Regions from separate parts of the Mus musculus genome. Here all the other regions are linked to region 1. The links are chromatin contacts, called in public HiChIP or PLAC-seq and promoter capture Hi-C maps. All regions are on one chromosome and are shown on one strand. The core of a region is the stretch at or near the end of the contact, and the rest is flanking DNA. Distances in the headings are between cores, read along the strand shown.

Region 1 (2,551 bases), core at 26-2,525:
GTCAGTGCTCTTACCCACTGAGCCATCTCACCAGCCCCAGAAATAATCTCTCTGTCTGTCTCTGTCTCTCTCTCCCCTCCTTCCCTCTCTTACCCTCACACTCTCCCTCTCTCCCTCCCTCCCTCCCTCCCACCTTCTTTTCCTCCCCTTTCTCTTTTTGAGACAGGGTCTCTGTATCTCAGGCTGACCTCAAATTCTATGTAGTTGAGGAGGCCTCTAGTCCCTTCCTTATTCTTTTTCCTTGGTTCCCCCTACCCCCACAGTGCTGAGGTTACAGGATAGCACATCTGGTGTGGCTGTCCTTTATAAAAATCAATTCTGGAGCCAGGCGGAGGCAGAGGTAGGCAGATTTCTGAGTTCGAGGCCAGCCTGGTCTACAAAGTGAGTTCCAGGACAGCCAGGGCTATACAGAGAAACCCTGTCTCAAAAAAAAAAAAAAAAAAAAAAATCATCAATTCTGGAGAAAGTGTATCATCTCAGTGGCATATTTGGCAGCAAAATTAAGCAATGTTTAATGAGGATAAGATGTTTTCTATCCTCTTATAGTTCATCAGTTTTAAATTTTATGAGAAAACTATTAGACATTTAATGCTTACAGTTTAGCTTGTTGAATTAGATATCTTTGAAATATAGTGTGCTGTCTCCATTAGCTGACCTACATCCCATTGCCATAGTACTCTTTAAAAGTATGATTTAGAGGTTGGACATTTAGGTCAGTGATGCCTAGCAAGCACAAGGCCTCATCATATTCCATCCCCAGGAGGACACACTCACACACACACACACACACACACACACACACACACACACACACACGAAATCGCTAAGGTTTGGTGCTCCAATGCATAATGCTGAGAGAGAGAGAAACAAAAATCAATCAGTAAAGAAAATAAAAGTGCGTGTATGTACAATCTAGAAACATGTTGCTGGATACCGCTCACTCCAGCAGGGTTTTTGCTTTCTCCTGCCCTGAGGAGTGGTGGCATGGAAACTATGCAGTTTGCAGGTAATGCGCTGTATGGTGTTCAATATCTTTTCATCGAGTGTACTTAGATCAGTCTGAATAACTGCGAAAGTTTCTTTTTTACCTAAATCTTGTGCTGGTGAAGAGGCAAGGGGCAAATCTTTCCTAGGCCATCGGTGGCAGAAGACCCTTCGTCCAGCCCCGCCCATCGCCAGGAGCTCCTCCCTCTCACCAGCCCCGCCCACTCCTTCTTCGTAAGCGTGAAGCGCCGGCGCTACAGCTTTTTGTCCCTCGCGGCGACCCGTCCTCCAGATGGTTGTGGCGGCCGCCATGGAGGCGAGTGGGCTCTGAGGAGAGGCCGGGCTGGGCCGGCGGCCTCCAGCCACGAGCGGCGGAGGCCACGAACACGTAGTGGGGGAGGCTGGAGCGAGCCGGGCCGCTGCGGGAGGCTCGGCGTTCCGAGTGTGCTCCGGCCGCCGAGCCGCCGCTCCTGGCTCCGGCTCCGGCTCCGGCCCTGGCTCCGGCTCCCGCCGCAGACATGGCGGGCGGGCATTGCGGCAGCTTCGCCGCGTCGGCGGCCAGCAGCGGGGAGATCGTGCAGCTGAATGTGGGGGGGACCAGGTGAGCCCGCGACCGCGCGGGAACAGTGGGTGGGACGCCCGCTGCTGTAGGAGTGGCATGTGCCAGCCTAGGTGGGATAGGTGTTACAGCCGGGGCGGCGTCTGCACGGCCAGGTGGGGTACCCTCGGCAGGGCAGGGTGGCATCTACCTGGTCAGGTCGGGTACCCACTGCAGGGCAGGGCGGCGTCTACCTGGTCAGGTCGGGTACCCTCCGCAGGGCAGGGTGGCATCTACCTGGTCAGGTCGGGTACCCACTGCAGGGTAGGGCGGCGTCTGCACGGCCAGGTGGGGGACCCGGAGACAGGTAGGTACAATTTTGCATGATCCAAGCAGCCCTATGCACTCTTCAGAGTCTGGTTCCAGGTCGAGTGTATAGACTGTTAAAACTCAGTCTTTATTCCCCCGGGTTCCTATGGTGTAAGTAAGGCCACAGGAACACAGTTGGCATGGTGGGCCTGCCTGACCAAGTGACTTGGGGCCTCTGGAGGGTTGAGGCATGCTGACACCGAGCTGTCAGCGTTGCAGCTGGTTGTCGTCTCCCGTGCTAGGGCTTGAGTTGTTGCATAGGAGCAACCGGTTGGACTGTTGAGTCTTTAGTCTCTATTAGACCTTCCACTCCCATTTTGTTGGAGTGGAAGTTTGTTGGCAAAACAAACAAACAAACCAAACAAGCAACAAAACCAAAAACCCATTTTTGTATTTGCCGTGACTTACACATGACTCTTCTCAGAAAAGGATATTGCCCCTACTAGTTGAGGGAAGCTTGGGTTTAAGGCATAGTAAGAATAGAGGGAGAGGGGGGTTCTAATGCGCAGGCTATTCTGTTGTCCTGGGAAGGCTAGTTTTCAATGTCTTAAGATTTTAAACGTGTAACACTTTTGTTATTTAAAAATACAAATTAACAGTTGTGAAACAATGGGCTCTCTGAGTGCTGGAGAACTTGGGGTGGTCTTCCTGCTTTGTCAC
Region 2 (2,551 bases), core at 22-2,521, 660 kb before region 1:
GCCTTTTGGCCAGTGGGGACCAACCAACAGATGCTTCTGCTAACATTTCCACAGGCAGACTGGCATGAAGCTCTTCCCTCTGTGAGCTTCCCTTTTAGCCAGGAACTCTCCTGTGACTTGACTGGCTGCCCGTTCAAACATTTTGTAGAACTATCATCTGGTTCAGAGTCTAAACACCTTTGATATGACTTGCTGGGACATTTTAGTAGTAGGGACATTGTCTTGCAGGTGTTTCTGAAGGCTTACTTTATCCCCACAGGGTCTGGGTTATAGTGCTTTCTCTAATTCCAGGCTGCTCTGCATTACATACCTACCATATTCAAATGAACATAGTCATGTGTAAGAAGTGCTCAGCACAGGGCCAAGATACAAATTTACTATTCGTCTTAATTCGTGTTTATGTCTGCCCATGAGTATTCTTTAGGGATGACACAGTAAGAGTTGAAAGGGCATCCCTGGCTCTTGTACTTTGAACTGTGGTTGGGTTCAGAGAAGTGATTTGTCAGTGAGAGTACTGATGTAGTACTGATGTGGGGATTATAGTGCTGGTGACTCTAGTGAGAACTATCTGGATGCCAACCATCTACTGTGTTACCTTGGGGTGATCCCTTCTTAGTCTGCATACAGATGCAAATAACATCCCTTCCTTTCAAGGCTATTCATGATTAAGTCCATTTTTATATAAAGTATGTGGCCCAGTGCCCAGCATGTAAATGTCCAATAAACCATGGAAGTCCAGGATGTGCTTGCTAGTTTTGTTTCACAAATATCAGTGACCTTTGATATTAAAATTATTTGCAATTATGTGTCAGCCCAGAAGGGTCATGGCCAGGAGACAGTGTATTTGAGAATTTTCATATTTCTGTATCTAATTATAAAGTAAGCACAAACAAGTTTAATATGCTTCTAGGTTTTGGATGCTGAAATGAAGTGACAGTTGTACTGAAATTTTCCTTGACTGTGTTTAGTAAACTAATATACTTCTCGCAATTAGAAATTATCAGTGCTGGAAATGTGATTTAATAGCCCAATCAAGGGTAAAGTTAACATTTAGTATCAAAGTGATGTGGGGATTAGATAAGCTGCTCACCCGGCTTCGAGCGCCAGCTTCCATTGCACTGGGGTTTGGCAGTAAAATGCCATCATTGACAGGCAGGATGAGGAAACGCTTGCTTGGGGACTTTCTAGGCATGGGGATCTGTATTGTATTAGGTCCTCTAAGGAATGTGGTCTGGCAGGCAAGAATGCCAGAGTAGAAGGGAGAAGGCACATCTTTGCATCCATTCCATTCCCACATAGAGAGCCTTCTCCCAGCAGGGGACATATTGAGCTCTTCTCATGGATGGGGTCGTGAAACACACGCTCGATCGCTGGATCGCACTGTTTGGTCTCGCCCGAGGAAGTGATGCTTCCCTTGCTGCTCCTAAACCAAGTTGCTCTGGGTGGGATTGCTTGCTAAGCTCAAGTGCTGGCTTGTGGTCTAGAGATTGCTGTTTTCCCGAGTACTGCCCAATTTTGTAAATCACGTGAGAACTGAAGAGATGCTTAGGAGAATATAATATACCCTTGTATGCTTAACTCATTGTTGCTAATGAGCTGCCCAATCAAGACTTAAGTGGCTGTAGCCTCATGGAAAACTAATTGCTGATGGATGGCAGCCTGTGCATCCATTTTCAGATGTTCATTTTCTAAATTCTGGCCTCTTAAATTCTTGGGTTGGTTGCAGTCATAGCATTATAAGCCTGCTGGGTCCCAGGATTGGCTGAACATTCCTTCGTTAGGAACCACTATTTACAAAGCTAATGCCAGAATGGGGAAAGACACCCTAATCTTTTCATTGAGCTTGCTGTTTTCTTAAATGTCTGCAGTTAGGGCCTAAGACACAGAAAGACAGGCATGCAGACATAACAACCACCCCTCCTCCTTTGTGGTACCTGCTCTCTCCAATGCCCCACCCCCACCCCCTGTGGAGGTGCATTCTATTCATCATGCACAGTCTTCCCAGCTTCCTTTTCAAGGCCCAGATTGGATTTGATTGTAAAATAGTAAATCAATACATGATTCAACTCTGATGATCTTGTAACTGTTAGATTTGGGGAAGAAATACTAATAACAGTGCCCCATTACACATGTCAAAGTACATAAAGTGTTCTCTCTTTTACATCTGTGATCTCATTAGATGGGTGATTATTCTTAGTCTACAGAACAAACAAGTGATAACATTTCTTTAGTTTATTAATGCTAATTTTAATCAATTTCATTGTTTCACCTTCATGAATTTTTCCTTGCAAGCTTGATTACTGACTAGCATGCAGGTTAATGTCTCTGTCTTAAGATCTTTTATAGCTGTCCTTTAGTTCTCATTGATATCTTAATTCCATAGTCAATTTCCTAGTGTAAGCAAGACAGGATCAGAACACAGGAGACAAGAGTGTAATACTATCAACAGCCTCTGTCTCATTTTAATGATGGAATGAATGTATATACATGAACACAGCAGCTGCCAGCAAGTTTTCAAGTACTTCCAGTAGCCAGATTCTCCCTCTTCTTG
Region 3 (2,551 bases), core at 21-2,520, 620 kb before region 1:
ATGGGGGGTTGGAGAGACGGCTCAGTGGTTAAGAGTGCTGACTGCTCTTCTGAAGGTCCTGAGTTCAAATCCCAGCAACCACATGGTGGCTCAAAACCATCTGTAATGAGGTCTGATGTCCTCTTCTGGGGTGTCTGAAGACAGCTACAGTATACTTACATAAAGTAAATAAATAAATCTTTAAAAAAAAAGAATAAGAAAATGCTGATCAAGGATTCACCGTAGCTTTAAGCATTAGTTTCATCTGTAGTGGAGCTATCGGGAATCCACCTTACATGACCTGGCCGTGGATTAAAGGTATTTACCACAGAGCCCTGTGGGAATGGCTGTTTGCCAGGCTTCCCATCATCCTCTGCTCTGCTTATTGCCGTGTTAAAGTCTGAAAAGGATGCACGCTTTGCATTATCTTTGTTCTCTAGCTTCATATCAAACTGCCCACTTTAAGTAGGCGTGCAGTTTATTATGCCTGTGACTGTAGCTTAGGAGGCAGAAGCAAGAAGCAAGAAGACGGACGGCCACAAGTTAAGGCCAGCCTGGTCTGCATAGCAAGTCACATGCTGACCAGGCCGGATTAGAGACCTTACCTCAAAACAAAGCCAGAACAACTCCCACCCCTCCCCACCCCTCTCCCCCCAAAACAACAAAAAACAAAACTAGCAAAATCTTTTCCACTTCAACAGGTTCCTAGGCCATCCAAAAAATAAAAATTAAAATGATTAAGCCAGGGAGTTCTTAAAGGTTTATTTATTTTATTCTCTGTGTATAGTAATTTTTCCTGAATATATGTCTGTGTGCCACATGTGTGCAGTGCCCACAGAGGCCAGAAGAGGGCACCAGATCCCTGGATTTACAGCTGCTTGTGAGCTGCCATGTGTCTTTACTGCTTACAGCAGAGACTTGTAGAGTACTTGTTGTTAATTGATGATAATCAATCTTGACTGAGGTTGGTGATGGGCCTGGGAGACTCAAGACAAACATAACCCTCACTGCTACAAAGGCTTACGGTTCCTTGATGGAGTTTAAATGCACATGTGATCATGAGACACCCCCCCCCCCCAAATGTCAGGGAGGTCAAACACTCCCATGAAATAAAGCCAAGCAGAGGGAGGGCGATTACAAAGGAAGCTGGTCTTTTTCTGTGACCCCCATTTTCCCTTTTCCGAGAGACTCAAGTTTAGTCTCTTGGTGTGAAGGGTACGAACTCTGGAGCTGGCTCCTGTATCAGCAGGGAGACGTCTCAGCTGTCAGGCTGACCCTGGTTCTCTGTTCCTTTCCACCCGGCTCTCTTTCATTTTCCCCGTCTCCTGGCCTGAACCCATGACTCATCGGTTCCTGACCAGGCTAACTTACTTCTTGTTGATCCGGAGCATGGCTTTGACTCTCCACCAAGAAAAACAAACTAACAAAACACCAAGCTTCTCTTGAGTGCAGGATTATCCACTCCCACTTCCATTTTAGGCAAATTAGAGACTGGGTCGCCTGTGATGCTAACGTAGTTGTGTCTCAAATACCAATTTAATCTTTCATTGTACAGGCTGTTTTTTTTTTTTTTTCAATACCACTATACATTTTTAAAAAATCATACATTAATGAGTGTTTGTCAGAGAAAACTTGAGAGACAGGAAACCAGTCTACTAGTGGTTGCTAGGAGACAAGCTCTCACCCTCGTCCTCCAGTTGGCTAGAGGTTCTTTCATCAACCTTGAACCGGAAGTGGCCTTGCGGCCTTTGTTTCATCCCTTGCCATCCTCAGTTACCACGGACTGAACATTTCATCCTCTGCACTCTACTCCATCTGCCCCTCTCCGTGTCCGTTTCCAGTTGGCTTTGGTCTTTCCCCATTCTAATGTGTCTTTCTGTAGCCACTGGCTCTCGCCATCTTGGATGCTTCGTCTCCTCTCTCATCAAATCCAGCCATTCTTCCTCGGTCTCCCTTTTCTCTGTCTTTTTCTGGTGCAGGACCGATGCTTAATTGGATGTATGGCTCTAGGTTTGGTTTCTGCTCTTAAGTAATTTTGAGAGCATGTGCCGCTCTCTGGTCCCGGCTGCTTTGGAACCCACTCTGTAGCCTACAACTGGCTTCAAGTTCATGGCAATCTCCCTGCTTCGAAGTTCTAAGTACTGGTGTGTGCCACCGCACTGGGCTTGGACTCCAGGCCACACAGTAATCATCGCTGCCCACATCACTCAGTTTTTGTGCATCACGTGTTGCTCTCATTGTCTTACCGCGTGTTTTATTACCCGGACTATCATGGGGCATACCCCAAAGCTCTCTGTAGATTTGATATTTCCTGCAAAAGAGTCCCCAGCATACCAAAACCTTCAGTAAGTATTGACCAGCCCATGGCTGAATGTTAATTAAAAAACACTCAATTATGTAATTGGTCAACAACAATGTAATTGTCTTTAGGGAATTTTTTTTTTTTTTTGAGTAGACTCCAGGGTCAAATGTGTTTCAACACATTTTATTTCACAAAACATTAGAACATTCGCTCCAACCTAATTACATGGTTTATACTCCAAAGCTGTCACCTCCCTGAAGGATTCTCACT
Region 4 (2,551 bases), core at 25-2,524, 600 kb before region 1:
TATCTATCTATCTATCTATCTATCTGCCTATCTATCTATCTATCTATCTATATATCTATCTATCTATCTATCTATCTATCTATCTATCTATCTATCTATCTATCTATCTATCTGCCTATCTATCATCCATATCTATCTACCTATCATCTATCTATCTATCTATCTATCTATCTATCTATCTATCTATCTATCCATCCATCCATCTATCCATCTATCTATCTACCTATCTATCTATCTACCTACCTATCTATCATCCATATTATTTACACATCTTTTTCCCCCTTTATTTTAAACCAGGGTCTCACCATGTAGCTCTGACTGTCCTGGAGCCCTGTAGACCTGGCTGGTTTAGCAGAACCATGCCTACCTCTTTCTCCTGAGTGCTGGGGTTAAGAACATGCACCGCCATTCCTGGCTTTACCTGCACACCTTTGATTTAGCTTCTCACTCCTTCGCTCCGTCTGACTTTGGATTTTTATTTATTGATTTATTTCTTTTAAACACATATGCTAGATCACAGTTCTTCATTAGGTATGTGGCCTGTACCATTCCTCTTCTACTTTCCACAGCTTGTTTCTTCATTCGCTTAGCAGATGTTTAACAAAACCAAACACAAAATGAAACAGAAACATAGATAACTGAGAAGCAGTAAGGGAGCTGGGATCAATAGGTTCAGATTGAAGCAAGATTGAAATAAGAGCCTTACAAATCTTAAGATGCAGACCACAAAGCCAGAAGGGAAGCCATCAAGCAGCCTGTGGCTGTCTGTGTCTAGACAGAACTTTAAAGTGTATACACAATTCTAAGAAATTCCACTTTATTGACATGTCTTTGGTTGCAAAGAAAAATAGAAAACATTTCATTTTTTGAGAATTTTCTGCTCAGTTCCATAGCCATGTTTTAAGTGGGTTGCTTATTTTGTTAATGTTTTGTTTTTAGAGTGCTGTGAATGTTCTAGACCCTAATCCATTGTCGGGTGACTATCCAGCAGGGACTTTTCTCCCACTCTGTGGTGGACTTTTCCATTGCTGACGTTTCCATTTCAGAACAGCAGCTTTCCTCAGTCAGGTTATGAGAAACACCAGTGAGACACTAGACGTTATTTTTAGACTAAGGCTGTAGAAAACAAAATTATTCTGAAATCATTTGATGTAAGCCACAAAAGACTAACGTGAAACTAAAGCTCTGAAATCCCGGAGGTCACAGCTTCCTTCACAGGTGCAATGAGAGAGAACTGCTCCCCCCTCCCCCCAGGTCTGGTGATCATTCTAGGCCACAACAGAATCAAGTTGAAATATAGTATCAAGTTGCAGATCTCCCCACAGAGAAGTGTCACCTTCCCGGAGCGTTCTCTTTGGGTAATTTGCATTTCCGGTTTCCCCAGGTGCCTTCAGCCTTTCAAATACTTGGGTCTTAGTGTTAACTTTGCAACCCAATGCTCTTGAGAGTCCACATCCTATCTAGTTTCTTCAGGAAGGTGTTTTAGAAGAATGTGTGGCTGGGTGTGAGATTACTAGCTTTGGGTAATCCTGTAATACTGTGTTTGAGAGAACAAACATTACTTTGGAAGTTCAGGAAAATTTTTCTGAAAGATAATCCTGGCATCAGTTTCCCAAGTATGCCTGCAGTTGCCGCGCGGTCTGCTCTGAGGGAAGCAAGTGTGTTCGCTCTGAATCTTCAAGCCTCCTCTCAGCCTTGTTTGTAAAAAAAGGTTCCCAGGACTATAAACTACCATCAGAAGGAGTTTGATCTATCCTTGCCTCCTCTATTTTCTCAGACAATAGCTGATGCTGGACAGTGAGACTAACAAAAGCGGAGGGGTGGATGGGCCACAGGGCGCTGGGAAGTTTTCTTCCCACAGCACAGGATTTGAAATAGTCATCATGTGCCTCCCCACCCCACCCCTTGTCATCAGCTCTGTGCATTGAACCTACTCACTGGCCAGGAGCTGAGGAGGTGCATAACCTAGCAGACCTTAGAGAGGGGCAAAGAGGAAGTGCTCCCCCATCTGAAACATTGCTGTTTCTGGAAGGAGCTGGTCTAAGTATTGCCAGCACCAGTTTTTAAAAAATCCTGCAGCTTTCCATTGTAGCTAGTCTATGAAGGTGCTTACACGAACCTATTAGTGTATCATTAAATACATCGCAGACCTCTGAATGCGCTCAAATATGCAGCACTACTGCACACCACAGGGAGGTGGAGCACTACTGCACACCACAGGGAGGTGGAGCACTACTGCACACAACAGGGAGGTGGAGCACTACAGCACACAACAGGGAGGTGGAACACTATTGCAAACAACAGGGAGGTGGAGCACTACTGCACACCTCAGGGAGGAACACTACTGCACACCACAGGGAGGTGGAGCACTACTGCACACAACAGGGAGATGGAACACTACTGCACACAATAGGGAGATGGAGCACTACTGCACACAACAGGGAGATGGAGCACTACTGCACACAATAGGGAGATGGAGCACTACTGCACACAACAGGGAGATGGAGCACTACTGCACACAATAGGGAGATGGAGCACTACTGCACACAAT

Evidence for each region. Promoter capture Hi-C pulls out the DNA fragments that hold promoters and counts their contacts. HiChIP or PLAC-seq counts read pairs in DNA pulled down with a chosen protein or histone mark.
Region 2: a promoter capture Hi-C map of embryonic stem cells shows a contact between it and region 1, with 5 times the contacts expected there. The contact joins the enhancer-like site here to the promoter of Kctd3 in region 1. A contact is called at or near these places in 21 of 39 promoter capture datasets (the 3T3-L1 cell line, 3T3-L1-derived adipocytes, the C10 cell line and 14 more), 2 of 15 datasets of contacts at CTCF or cohesin (both in the NIH/3T3 cell line), 18 of 484 Hi-C or Micro-C datasets (B cells, the G1E-ER4 cell line, bone marrow-derived macrophages and 11 more), 32 of 115 datasets of contacts at active chromatin or transcription factors (the 230-238 cell line, the SCID.adh cell line, SST interneurons and 21 more) and 3 of 9 other capture datasets (adipose tissue, embryonic stem cells and liver).
Region 3: a contact with region 1 is called in a promoter capture Hi-C map of the SN4741 cell line, with 4 times the contacts expected there. The contact joins the enhancer-like site here to the promoter of Kctd3 in region 1. A contact is called at or near these places in 19 of 39 promoter capture datasets (the 3T3-L1 cell line, 3T3-L1-derived adipocytes, the C10 cell line and 14 more), 1 of 15 datasets of contacts at CTCF or cohesin (the NIH/3T3 cell line), 6 of 484 Hi-C or Micro-C datasets (B cells, CD4 T cells, CD8 T cells and 3 more), 27 of 115 datasets of contacts at active chromatin or transcription factors (the 230-238 cell line, the NIH/3T3 cell line, the SCID.adh cell line and 19 more) and 2 of 9 other capture datasets (adipose tissue and embryonic stem cells).
Region 4: a contact with region 1 is called in an H3K27ac HiChIP or PLAC-seq map of T-cell acute lymphoblastic leukemia, with 9 times the contacts expected there. The contact joins the enhancer-like site here to the promoter of Kctd3 in region 1. A contact is called at or near these places in 11 of 39 promoter capture datasets (3T3-L1-derived adipocytes, the C10 cell line, the HPC-7 cell line and 7 more), 1 of 15 datasets of contacts at CTCF or cohesin (the NIH/3T3 cell line), 22 of 115 datasets of contacts at active chromatin or transcription factors (the 230-238 cell line, the SCID.adh cell line, T-cell acute lymphoblastic leukemia and 16 more) and 1 of 9 other capture datasets (embryonic stem cells).

What each region holds. Positions count from the first base shown.
Region 1 is chr1:189,006,564-189,009,114 of GRCm38.p6, reverse strand. Kctd3 (potassium channel tetramerisation domain containing 3) reads left to right here and starts at 1,275. Exons shown (of 18, transcript NM_172650.2): 1 at 1,275-1,585. The coding sequence starts at 1,503.
Region 2 is chr1:189,663,666-189,666,216 of GRCm38.p6, reverse strand. All of the region lies in intron 10 of Cenpf (centromere protein F), which reads left to right. Among named protein-coding and RNA genes, the nearest start is that of Cenpf, 23 kb to the left of the region's middle. Within about 2 kb of position 1,271, at least 11 of the 459 cell types and tissues checked have an H3K27ac peak or open chromatin away from gene starts, as enhancers often do. A contact at or near this core is called in embryonic stem cells, where this site is marked.
Region 3 is chr1:189,626,885-189,629,435 of GRCm38.p6, reverse strand. No RefSeq gene overlaps it. Among named protein-coding and RNA genes, the nearest start is that of Gm30088, 8.5 kb to the right of the region's middle. Within about 2 kb of position 1,270, at least 32 of the 459 cell types and tissues checked have an H3K27ac peak or open chromatin away from gene starts, as enhancers often do. A contact at or near this core is called in the SCID.adh cell line and the SN4741 cell line, where this site is marked.
Region 4 is chr1:189,607,619-189,610,169 of GRCm38.p6, reverse strand. No RefSeq gene overlaps it. Among named protein-coding and RNA genes, the nearest start is that of Gm30088, 11 kb to the left of the region's middle. Within about 2 kb of position 1,274, at least 45 of the 459 cell types and tissues checked have an H3K27ac peak or open chromatin away from gene starts, as enhancers often do. A contact at or near this core is called in the 230-238 cell line, the SCID.adh cell line, T-cell acute lymphoblastic leukemia and 2 more, where this site is marked.